2 separate regions of the Mus musculus genome follow, and region 2 is linked to region 1. A link is a contact called in public Hi-C data. All regions are on one chromosome and are shown on one strand. Each heading gives the region's core, a stretch centred on a gene start, on an enhancer-like site or on the middle of the called end of the contact. The rest is flanking DNA. Distances are from core to core; before and after follow the strand shown. Region 1 has its middle 69 kb from the start of Gm9733. Region 2 has its middle 15 kb from the start of Sirpb1b.

Region 1 (6,534 bases), core at 3,397-5,896:
AAATGGGGTACAAAACTAAAAAGTGACTCCTCAAGAGAGAAATGTTGAATGGCTGAAAAGCACTTAAAGAAATGTTCAAAATCCTTAATCATCAGGAAAATGCAAATCAAAATATTCCTGACATTCCATGTTACACCAATCAGAATGTCTAAGGTAAAAAACTCAAGGTACAGTACATACTGCCAAGGATGTGGAGAAAGGAATACTCCTCCACTAATGGTGGAATTGCAAGCTGGTACAACCACTCTGAAAATGCATCTGACAGTTCCTCATAAAATTGGAAGTAGTTATGCCTGAAGACCCAGCTATACCACTCCAGGGAGTATACTCAAAAGATGCTTTACCATATCACAAGGACACATGTTCCTCTATGTTCATAACAGTCTTATTTGTAATAGCCAGAAGCTGGAAACAATTTAGATGTTCCTCACTCAAAGAATGGATACAGACAATATAGTACACAATGGTGTATATGTGGGGCTATTAAAATGAGCTACTAAAAATGAGGAGAATTTTGCAGGCAAATGGATGGAACTAGAAAATATCACCCTGAGTGAGGTAGCTGACACCAAAAAGGAAATTCATAGTATATAGTCACTAATAAGATATTAGAGAAAAAGTTTCGCATAGGCATGAAAGAACTCACAGACTGTAGAAAGCTTATCAAGAAAGAAGTGAGGAATGAAACTGGTTGGGAGAGGGAAGAGGGGAGGAGAAAATTCCTGGCAGGGTCATGTATAGGGAGAGGCAGGAGGGATGCAGGAGAGTGAATCGAAATATGTAGCAGTGGGGTTAGGGGAAGAGGGGAACCTCTAGAAAGTCCCAGAAACCTGGGGTGTGAGAGGCTACCAAGGACTCAATGGGCATGACATTATCTGAAATGCCTAACAGTGTGAAGATGGAACTGGAAGAGATAACATCCAGGAAATGAACATGGTTGCTAGTTGAGGAAGGCAGCTACCCACCCATATTTGACACTGTTAACTTTGAATAGTTCCTGTCTAAAGGATATGCAGGAACAAAACTGGAACAGAGACTGAAAGAAAGGCCACTAAGTAACTGGCCCAACTTGGGATCCATCCCATGTGTGCATACCAAATCCTGACAGTATTACTAAGGCCATATTGTATGTGGAGACATGAGCCTGGCATGGCTGCCCTTAGAGAGCATATACCAGGAATTGACTGAGACAAATGAAGATACTTACAACTAACCACTGGATTTAGGTCGGGACCAATATGGAAGAGTTAGAGGAAGGACTGAAGCAGCTGAAGTGTATTGCAACCCCATAGGAAGAACAATGGCGTCAAATAACCCAGACCTCTTAGAGCTCCCAGAGACTAAGCGAAAAACCGAGGAATGTACTTGGTCTGCTTCATGGCCCCTGCACTTGTGTAGCAGAAGACTGCCTTGTATGGCCTTGGTGAGAAAAGATGTGCTTAATCTTGTGTAAACCTAACGCCCCAGCGAAGAGGGATGCTTGTGCGGTGAGGTGGGGTATGCTGGCGGATGAGGGAGCACCCTCTCAGAGGTGGGGAAGGAAGGATGGGGTGAAGAACTTGGAGAGGGGGGACAAGGAAGGGGACATCTTTTGGAATGTAAAAAATAATTTTAAAAAGATAAAAAATTGAAAGGAATTGAAGGAGTCCTATATTACATTTTTAATGATAAAATGTTACAATATTTTAATTCATTGACATCAATATATAGTAGGATTAATATGTAGACAATGGTTCCTACTGGGACAGTGCACTTCTTCCATAAGAAGAATGTCTCTTTGCATGTCTGGCTTTTGTACACAGTCACATTTCTAGCCTCCTGACTCTGCTTCTGAATGGCAGTGAATATGGTACCCTTCTAGTCATGTCTGGGATGGAGGTTTCTTGTAAGACCATGGAAAGTGGATATCCCTCAGAAAGGGGCCAGTCTTGAACCTCCTGTCTCAGCAGAAGCATGGATTAGTGAGAGCAGAAGGGCTACTCTGAGTCACACATAAGTCAGCCTAGTATCTCCTCCACTCTGGAGAGGGTTGTTTTACAGTTCAATGCTCCCTAGGAAAATGAGCCACCTAATTGCTGCTGGTCAGTGTGCATGGACATATGGTATTGTTCTAATTCCTTTCTCTTCGATGTTCTCTTTTGTCTTGTGAGTGATCGTGTCTCCTAAGGGGACTTGAAACACCTTCTTGGACCCCATGAATCCCCTGCTCATCTTCTGTTGACCACAAGCCACTCAGAGGATGGGAGGATGGGTCCTCTGTGGCAGAGAATGTTCTGAACAGCTAAAGTCACAGAAATGCAAAGGTGCCAAGCACTAACGTTCTTCAGCTAATCCTGAAGCCAGCCCTGGCCCCACTGAGTGGGGCTCTTCTATGTTGGTCTAAAGTGTGGCCAGAGCAGTAATGACAAGCAGGTAACAGGGCCATATCCAGGGATACAAATTTAGAAGGTTTACAAGAACAGGGAATCCCCTGTTGGCATCCAGAGGGAAACTACTAAATGAACCCATGAATTAATCCCCTGGATAGTGTTTCAAACATGAAGTGATCTCAGGCACTGCCTATTGGAGTCTCTCTGTTCACTGATAAATGCTGGAGCTGTTGACCTCAAAAAGGCAGGATAGGTAGTTGGACAAGGCTTTAGCACTAGAGTCCTCATCCCTCCCATCTATGCCAAACCTTTGTAGTGTCACAGGAAGCAGGTGAGAACAGCTTTTCTCTAGTCGAGGTTTACCTTTAATAGGCGAACAAGCCTGCGTTCTGATACTTATTGAAGGACCGTCTAGAGACTTACTTTACTTCAACTATCAAAGTCAGTTTCAACAAGTGATCCACAAACTGCTACTAAAACTGAAGTATTAATTTTACACAGGTTAATTCGGTCCAAAACCGTTACAAGGTTTTTTATATTGGAGTAATTTCAGCATAAACACCATAGTTTTTCAAATACAATGATTCATGGCATTTGTTATTGCATTTGGGTGACTTTCTTTGCCTTCTATTTTGAGCAATGCAGCAGGACCTAATTTCTAAAGAGAATATTTCAGGTAGCCCCAAAGGTGACACTCATCCTATCTAAATGTGGAGGTTGAAACTGACACCTGCTCCTTGCATATCATGCACTTGCTGGTACAGCCGCACTGCTGACTGAAGCATGTATCCTCAAATGGGTTGTGGGCAACCTTTATTTAGGTATTGATCAGGAGTGCAATCTGGAATCACCACTACAAACAACAAAGCCGTAGCAAAAAGCTACTTTGGGATGTACTTGAGAAGCATAGAAGCTATCTATGGCAACTAACTAGAATGCATTTTTGTTTTAATTCCCTGTGAACTTTGAGGCATACACATACTTACTTCTTTCAATAGATTATTAGAAAACTGAGACTCAAACAGGAAATTCAGCTTTAACACATTGTTATTTGTAATTTGATATTTAACTTTAAAAGGTTTTTATTTTGTGTGATAATTTTACCTTCTAGCTGCTCTCTCTCCCTTATACCTTTTCTGCTTTCCTATTTGACTCAAGTGAAATATATAAAATACTTCAAAAACATTTACAATGGAAAAACAAACAAACAAACAACTAAATAAGGGTTGCTATATCTAATCATTTAAGTAGTTATTTCTGAAATAGAAATAAAATAACTTTTATCAATTAATATGAGAAATATGATGACTCTATATCATTGGAACGATTGTGTATAGTATTTCTTCAAACAAGTCCAGTAGTTAGTACTAAAAGCACCATTTCATAAAACACTGAAAGGAAAATAAAATAAAAATAAACAAGACCATGGAAAGCAGAGCAAGGAAGACAATAATTTAGGAATTCAGTTTTGAAGTAATACTGTTTTATTCAATTAATACACAATAATTTGGATTTGAAATAATTTCTGTTAGGGTTTGTGTCTCAAATCTTCCCTACAGGTTTTTGTGCTGAATGTCTGATCTTCAGCTCTAAAAGCTAATTTTGGAAACTTTGAAACCTTTAGAAGGTACTATCTATAAATAACTTGTGGGCTCTTTAAGTACAGCTCTGTTTTCTGTTCTGCTATGATCTGGAGTCTCTAACCAACAACTGACCACTGCAGCTGAGTAGATCCACAGTGCCTCCCATTTTGGACAATAAGAAGCATTATCATATGTATTACGACGAGAAGATGACTGTATTTTCCCTGAGCTTGATCTCTGATCTTGGTATTATGTTACACACACATAGGAGTCTTCAAGTATAAACGTATCTCACCCTATCTACACCATCGGAAAGAGGAATTGCAGACAGACTTTTAAAATAATGACAAAGGTTATAACAAGATACATCATGGAAGCATGGAAACTTGAAAAAGAGTGAAAGAGTAACTAGGAAGATAAGAGCTCTTAGGGCAACTAGGAAGATAAGAGCTCTTAGGGCACATAATGAATCAAGACAAAATCCAAGTGTGTAGGAGACTGGTGAAAGATGATATTAGGATTCAGAAGAAACTTGTTTTTATCTTACTTGAAAATATAAGCATGATTTGTAACACTACGGAGCAAAAATATATTGGGTCTTACTATGCTTATTAGGAAATAATCTGGGAGTTCTTCAGGCTAAATATACAAACCAGCTGAAGGACACCATGTTGACATTTGATTGCAATACCATACACTACCAGAAGATGGCGGAATATGTTCAAAGCTTATGAAATGTGTGGCTCTCCCAGAGTTCACTGCAATGCTGATATTTCTAATCATTTAAGCTGTCAAGATAATATGTTTAGTAAAGAAAAACTTGAAACGATGATGTGATTGGTTGGTTTATTTTATAGTCTCTGTGAAGTAGGGAAAGGACTCAAGCAGGTCACTTTTTCAGACTCGTCGTTAGTTATTTAGCTTTCTCATTCAAGGCCAGACTACCTATCAGGGAATGGTGACAGCCAAAGAGGGTGAAGTCCTTCTACAGCAATGTGCAGTCAGAACAATGCTTCAAAGATATGCTCACTGGAAAATATAGATAGTTCATCAATTGAGATAATTTCTAAGTTGTATCAAGTTGACAACTGAAGCAAGTTAGGGCCTACTTGTGTTTATTTTGAAAGCCATTTCAAAGTTTGTTGACACTGAAGGAACTATAAATGATCATTAGTTGGTAGAACAATAAAATTAGCTATCACTCATTATGCATTGTTTGTGTGCCAAGAACTTTATTTTTTTAGATGAATATCTTTTTTAACAATGCTGTCATAATACCATTAAATTCTTTTGTAAGATAAAATTTCAAAGCCCCAAACTAATGATTTCCCAAGCCTCTGCACACACTATTAAGAATCTATAAGATTCAAATCACATTGCTTTCAATATATCTTGCCAAAATATTTTAAAGTAATTTTGGGATTTTTATCTGCTGTTTTACCCTCTTCTTCATACACAGTCCCTTCATACAATTCAGTGCAGTTGCAACTTTTGTGAAAGACAGAATTCTAACATGAGACTTAGGGGAAGAATATATAAAGAATATATAAACTATCTTACCAAAAGGCCAGTGCTTATGCATAGATCCAGAAGCTGGATGATCTATCTATCTATCTATCTATCTATCTATCTATCTATCTATCTATCTATCTATCTATCTATCTATCTATCTACATCACAATCACTGCCTTTCCATTCTCCCTTCATGAAGTCCCTCTCCCCATCCCCACTCCTCTAAGAGGGTGGGAACTACCTGGGTATCCTCCCACACTGACACATCAAGTTTCCCCAGGGTTAGACTAGGCACATCCTCTCCACTGAGACCAGATAAGGCACCCTGATGGGGAACTGTTTCCTTAGTCAGGCAACAGATTTGGGGACCACACCTGCTCCAGTTGTTGGGGGACCCACATGAAGACTGAGCTGCACATCTCCTACATATGTGTCTGGGGCCTCTGTCTAGCCAGTGTATGCTCTTTAGGTGGTGGCTCAGTCTCTGTGAGTTCCCAAGGGTCCAGTTTAGTTGGCTTCATTAGTATTCCTGTATAGATCCTATTTCCTTTAGGGTCTTCCGTCTTTCCCCCAACTCTTCCCTAAGAGTCCCCAACCTCTGCTCAATGTTTACCTGTGGGTCATTACATCTGTTTCAGTCAGCTCTTAGGTAGAATCTCTTAGAGGACAGTTATGCTAGGCACCTATCTGCTAGCATAGCAGAGCATCATTAAGAGTGTCAGGGTTTGGTGCTTGCCCATGGTGTGGGTCTTAAGTTGGTCCAATTATTGGTGGGTCATTCCCTCATTCTCTGTTCCATCTTTGCTCCTGCATTTCTTGTAGTCAGGATAAATTTTGGGTTTAAAGTTTTGTGGACTGGTATCTTTTTACCTCCACTTCCTATCCCCTCTTGGACACACAATCCTTCCCCCTGTTCTTCCAAAAGAGTCCTCAAGCTCCATCCACTCTTTGGCTGTGGGTGTCTGTATCTGTCTGAGTCAGCAGTTGAGTGGAGTCTCTCACAGGACAACATGCTCACATTTGCAAGCATAACTGAGTATCATTAAGAGTGTCAGGGATTGCTGCTTGCC
Region 2 (6,627 bases), core at 2,113-4,612, 330 kb after region 1:
CCCTATTTCTATGCCAGTTGTGACAGTTTGGATGAGAATTGTTCCTGTGGGCTAATATGTTTAAATAATAGGCAGTTCATGGAACTATTTGTGAAGGGTTAGAAGGTGTATCACTGGGAGCAGGCTTTAGGTTTCAAAAGGCTCATGGCATTCCCAGCATGTAGTCTACCTCCTGCTTAAAGTTCTGGAGTGTGAGAGAGCACTCAGTTGTTTCTGCTTCTTCCTTTGATACATCATCATGGTCCTTTAATTTCTGGAATGATAAGCCAATGTAGTTTCTTTCTTTTATATTTTTACCTGTTCATGGTGTTTATAACAGCAATAAAATGGTAACCAACATATCAGTATAACCCTTACAGTTGTTTGAATACTCATGTCTTTGAATGCTTGGTCCACAGGGAAGGGCAATATTAAGAAATGTGTCCTTATTCAAATAGTTATTTTATAGTTGGAGGAAGTGTGTTATTTTGGGGTTAGGCTTGGAGGTCCTATGCTCATGTTCCACCCAGTGCATAAGGGAAAATATACTCCTGGTTTCTTGGAGATCAAGATGTAGATGTCTTGACTTCTTTTCCAGTACCATGCCTCTCTGCCATTCTTGCTATGATGATAATGGACTGAACCTCTGAAACTGTAAACCAGACCAATTAAATATATTCCTTTATACAATTTCCCTTGTATGGTGTTTGTTTATAACAATGGAAACCCAAACTGAGGTAACTCTATATTCTCACATGACTAGCATTGCTACTTTTGCTCTATGCAGTCTTATAGAGTATATCAATAAATTATTGCCAAATGGGGTCACTTCAAAGAACTGGTTCTATTTCTGTCTCTAAGCATCTATTTGGTGCTTCCTTCTGAGAAAACTGGTTGTCATGGCAGAGCCCAAGGTGACTTTTGTTGTCGTGGGCAGTGAGACTGGGCAAGGTGCTAGGTATCATCCAGAAAGTTTGTACATTTCTTTCTTGCTGATGTCCTGTCCCATTGTAAAATTGCAACAAAACAACAGATATTAATTTCCTCATAATTCTTCATATTAAAAGCTCACATCCAAGGTGTTAACAGATCTACTCTCTTTAATTGTTGACACATTTTCTCCTTTTTTGACATGCGGTCTTCCTTAGCTTGTGTATTCTTCAATTCTTTCATCAAACCAGTCATTTTTGATTGAAACCTATCCTAAAGATCTTAATTGACCTTAATTTTTTCTGTAAAGATTCTATAACTAACATAGTTATATTCTGAGTATCAGAGTGTAGCATTGACATATGTCCTAGATATATTTCATCTATAACATTTCTGCAAACATCCTCTTGACTTTCTCCAGTATTCTTTATTTTTCGGCTTCTTGTGACATGTAGGATTAGGCACACTGGAGGCCTGTTTATGATTTCCTAGAGTGCACTTCCTGCACAGTCTTGTCATGAATCCAAATCCATCACCTCATATTTGGATCTAGCAGGTCTCAGGATAACCATTTAAGACATAGAGGGCCAACATCTAACTTTTTTTATTAAACAATTTTCTATTAGATATTTTCTTCATTTACATTTCAAATGCCACCCTGAAATTCCCCTATACACTTTTTCCACCCTGCTCCCCAACCCATACACTCACTCTTCCTGGCCCTGGCGTTCCCCTGTGCTAGGGGCATATAAACTTTGCAAGACCAAGGGCCTCTCCTCCTAATGATGGCTGACTAGGCCATCTTCTTCTACATATGCAGCTAGAGACACACGCTCTGGGGGCACTGGTTAGTTCATATTGTTGTTCCATCTATACGGTTGCAGACCCTTTCAGCTCCTTGGGTACTTTCTCTAGCTCCTCCATTGGGGGCCATGTGTTCCATCCAATAGATGACTGTGAGCATCCACTTCCGTATTTTCCAGGCACTGGCATAGCCTCACAAGAAACAGCTATATCAGGGTCCTTTCAGCAAAATCTTGCTGGCATATGCAATAGTGTCCATGTTTGGTGACTGAATATGGTATGGATCCCTGGGTGGGACAGTCTCTGAGCATCTAACTTTTAAAAGACATTATCACTACATTTCACAGAGTGCTGGGCCATTCCTAAATGAGCTCAGATGATTTTAGCATCTTGTGCTCCATACTTGTCAAATCTGCTCCATATCTCTCTACAATAGCTTTCACTATTTTCCTATTATCCTTTTCACTTGGATAGAGAGGGAATGAGCCAGAGAGAGGAATTTCCTTCTATAACCTATCTTATTCACAGAAGAAGCTCCGACTTAAATCTGGGGCATTCAATTTGAAATTTCTCCTTTTACTATTCTTTTCATTTGCTCTTTCCTTCTTTTGTTTTGGAGTGGGTAATTGAAATCACTGTCTCACACATGCTATATTTGTGCTCACTCTTAAGTTACTAACCCCGTTCAACCTCCAACATAGACTCTTTAACTACTGTGTGCTATCAGGCTTTTCATAATAAGTTAACTGCAGAAAGAATTTAAAAATGCATCAAAGCGCTTAGAATTAACCACCCCTTTGTATCCTTATGATGAATAATAATGGTCAACATGATAAAAGAAAAAAACATTGTCTTTACTCCTGCTTGCTGTCCAACATGACATCTGATTTCACAAGACACCTACCTGCACAGTCATTTGTGTGATTTACTTATATCCAAGATTTTCTTTATAATCCCGTTGAACACTGAGAAAACAGTTAGATGACTATAGTCAAAACTACAGTCTGTGTCCTCATATTCTCATAAATAATGTGTTGTCTTTCTATCACTGCAAAGACTTTGCTAAACTTTCAGTGTTAAATTTTCCTGTCCTGAAAACGACCTTATATAATAGTATGGAAGGTCACATATTTTTATGTTTTGTACATATACAACTCTGGTTGTATAAGTGCTTGTGGGTTGGTGTGTATTTGTATCATTATACACACACAGGTACAGGACTTTTAAAAATCACTATTTATTACTACTTAAATTACATTTCAAATGTCCATAATATTAACATAGTGCTGTAGTTTCAGGTTCAGATTCACTCAGTACTCTTCCCCACCCACTTCTTTTCTCTCAACTCTTGAAATTGCGCTAAATGCTCACACTAAGCAAAAAGTTTTCATGGTAAAATACCTTATTCTCAAGACTGAACTTCTGTACATTTTGGCCTTGGATTCCTCTTGAGTTCATGGAAGTGAGAAATTTATGGATGGAGAATAGAAATGCAATTGTTTGAATATGTTCTTTAGTTCTCCATGTATTTTAATGACTTGGTCCCTAGAACAGATTTAGTAGAATATTGTGAAACCTTTAAGGGAAGAGATTGGGGAAGTCTCAGGTGGCTTGTGACATTCCTTCTATGGGTACTGTGGTTCAGTGTTCCATTTTTTTTCTCTATTTGTACAGTTGCCATGGGCACTCTTTTCTTAGTGCTCTTTCCCTAATGCTATTAATCTGCCTTTCCATGGGTCCAATATCAAGTGGACAACTGATGGATCATAAGATATAAAACTATAAATCATCTCTTTATTAGCTATAGAAATTGTATTCCTAATAATTTTATTATCAGGAAGCTTTCTAACATAGATACTGCACTTTGATTCTAAAGTCTTGTTTTATGGTATTTGTAAGCAGCTTAGAGCACTATTTTGAGAGATGATGTAATATTAGAAAGTTGAAGTGAAATTTCTGGTTTCTTTGGAGACTCAGTTGTGTCATGTGATGGTTTTCTGAGAGTTGTTTCATAAGAGGATATTTTGTTAAATCAGACTGGTGAGAGGATACTTTACTGAGAGAAGACATGTAGTCTTTTCTAGAAGCTCTCGTGTGAAAGGGCGTGTGATATTTTGCTGGAACAGATGCTTGACAGAACAGATGATGTTGAAAAGGGTGTAAGACAAAGGAACCCTGACCAACCAGAAGCTGGGATCCATTCCAGTTCGGGACACCCTGCCATCTTCTGCCTGAACCCAGCAGGGGCCACTAAAGGCTCCAGAGTACTCTCCATGCCATAGGACTTCGGGATCACAGGTGAGTGGAACACAGCATCAGCTCCAAGGAGGGTCATGTGCCCGCAGGAACAGGGAAGAAGGAACCTCGTCCAACCAGAGGCAGGGATCCATTCAGGTCGAGGGCCAGGCATCTTCTGCATGAACATACCAAGGGCATCTAGGACCCCAGAGGACTCTCCATGCTACAGCACCCCTAGCACACCCAGGACCTCATGATCACCTGAGAGCACATGGAAGACAGAAGTAAGAGAGCTTCTTGGACAGGGTCCTGTCAGGACTTAATCCTCAGCCAGGAGGCAGAGCTAAGACCCAGACACCTGGGCACCTTCATTGCCAGAGGAGTGTCAGCCTACAGGGAGGGCTCTGAACCCAGGACTCAGGAAGTAGATCAGAGCTCCAGACTTCTGGAAACCTGACCTGCAAGAGGACAGCTTTCCTGCAGAGAGTGCTTTGATCACTGGAACTCAGGTGAGAATTGGACTCCCAAGAGGGCTGACAGAGGCTAACAGAATCACAGGAGGATCAAGCTACATCCAGAGACAGCTTGAACATTAAAACCAGAGATTACCAGATGGCAAAAGGCAAACATAAGAATTTTACTAACAGAAACCAAGACCACTGGGCATCATTAAAACCCACTATTCGAGTCCTGAATACCCCAACACACTTGAAAAGCAAGATGCGAATTTAAAACCATTTCTCATGATGGTGGTAGAAGATTTTAAGAAGGAAATTAATAAAGAAATACGGGAAATACTTAAAGAAATACAGCAGAACACTGCTAAACAGGTAAAAGTCGTTAAAGAAGAAATACAAAATCCCGTAAAGAATTACATAAAAACACAAACAAACAGGGGATGGAATTGAACAAAATCATACAAGATCTAAAAATGATAGTAGAAACAATGAAGAAAATCCAAAGGGAGACAACTCTGGGGATAGAAAACCTAGGAAAAAAATTAGGAAGAATATATGTGAGCATCAGCAAGAGAATAGAAGAGATGGAAGACAGAATGTCAGGTGCAGAAGATTCCATAGGGAACATGGACACAACAGTCAAAGAAAATGCAAAATGCAAAAAGATCCAAACTCAAAACATCCAGGAAATCCAGGATACAAGGAGCAGACCAAACCTACGGTTAATAGGAGCAGATGAGAATGAAGATTTTCAACTTAAAAGGCCAGCAAATATCTTCAACAAAATTATAGAAGAAAACTTCCCATACATAAAGAAAGAGATGCCCATAAACATATAAGAAGCCTACAGAACTCCAAACAGACTGGACCAGAAAATTATTCCCCCAGACACATAATAATCAGAACAACAAATGCACTAAATAAAGACAGAATACTCAAAGCAATAAGGGGAAAAGGTCAAGTAACATATAAAGGCAGGCCTATAAGAATTATACCAGACTTCGCACCAGAGACTATGAAAACCAGAATATCCTGGACAGATGTTATACAGACCCTAAGAGAACAAAAATGCCAGCTCAGGCTACTATACCCAGAAAAACTCTCAATTACCATAGATGGAGAAAGCAAAGTATTAGATGACAAAACCAAGTTCACATAATATCTTTCCACAAATCCAGCCCTTCAAAGGATAACAAAGGGAGAACACCAACACAAGGATGGAAATTATGCCCTAGAAAAAGCAAGAAAGCAATCCTTCAACAAACCTAAAAGAAGACAGCCACAAGAACAGAATCCCAAATTTAACAACAAAAATAACGGGAAGCAACAATTACTTTTTTTAAAAATTTCTCTTAACATTAATGGACTCAATATCCCCCAAAAAAACCATAAACTAATAGAAAGGCTACACAAGCAGGACCCAACATTTGGCTGCTTATAGGAAACCCACCTCAAGGACAAAGACAGACACTACCTCAGAGTGAAAGGCTGGAAAACAATTTTCCAAGCAATTGGTCTGAAGAACCAAGATGGAGTGGGTATTTTAATATCAGATAAAATTGACTTTCAACCCAAAGTTATCAAAAAAGACAAAGAGGGGCACTTAATACTCATTAAAGATAAAATCTACCAAGATGAACTCTCAATTCTAAATATCTATGCTCCAAATGCAAGGGAAGCCACATTCACTAAAGAAACTTTAGTAAAGCTCAAAGCACATGTTGCACCTCAAACAATAATAGCGGGAAGCTTCAACACTCCACTCTCACGAGTGGACAGATCCTCGAATCAGAACTCAAGGGAGACACATGAACACTAACAGAAGTTATGAAACAAATTGATTTAACAGATATCTACAGAACACTTTATGCTAAAACAAAAGGATGTACCTTCTTCTCAGTACCTTATGGTACTGAATACATATTATATGTCCAAAATTGAGCATATAATCAGTCACAAAACAGGCCTTTAAAGATACAAAATTATTGAAATTATCCCATGCATCCTGTAAGATCACCCTGGACTAAGAATGATCTTCAATAACAGCATAAATAGAAGAAAGCCAACATTCAAATGGAAACTGAACAACACTCTACTAAATGATACCTTGGTCAAGGATGAAATAAAGAAATTAAAGGCTTTTTAGAGTTTAATAAAAATGAAGTCACAACATACCCAAAATTATGGGACACAAAGAAAGGAGACCTAAGAGGGAAAC

What was found. Hi-C and Micro-C count contacts between places; a contact is called where the count stands out from the background.
Region 2: a contact with region 1 is called in a Hi-C map of bone marrow-derived macrophages, with 14 read pairs. The contact joins two enhancer-like sites.

The regions. Positions count from the first base shown.
Region 1 is chr3:15,260,000-15,266,533 of GRCm38.p6, forward strand. No RefSeq gene overlaps it. Among named protein-coding and RNA genes, the nearest start is that of Gm9733, 69 kb to the right of the region's middle. Within about 2 kb of position 4,647, at least 2 of the 459 cell types and tissues checked have an H3K27ac peak or open chromatin away from gene starts, as enhancers often do. A contact at or near this core is called in bone marrow-derived macrophages, where this site is marked.
Region 2 is chr3:15,587,244-15,593,870 of GRCm38.p6, forward strand. No RefSeq gene overlaps it. Among named protein-coding and RNA genes, the nearest start is that of Sirpb1b, 15 kb to the left of the region's middle. Within about 2 kb of position 3,363, at least 6 of the 459 cell types and tissues checked have an H3K27ac peak or open chromatin away from gene starts, as enhancers often do. A contact at or near this core is called in bone marrow-derived macrophages, where this site is marked.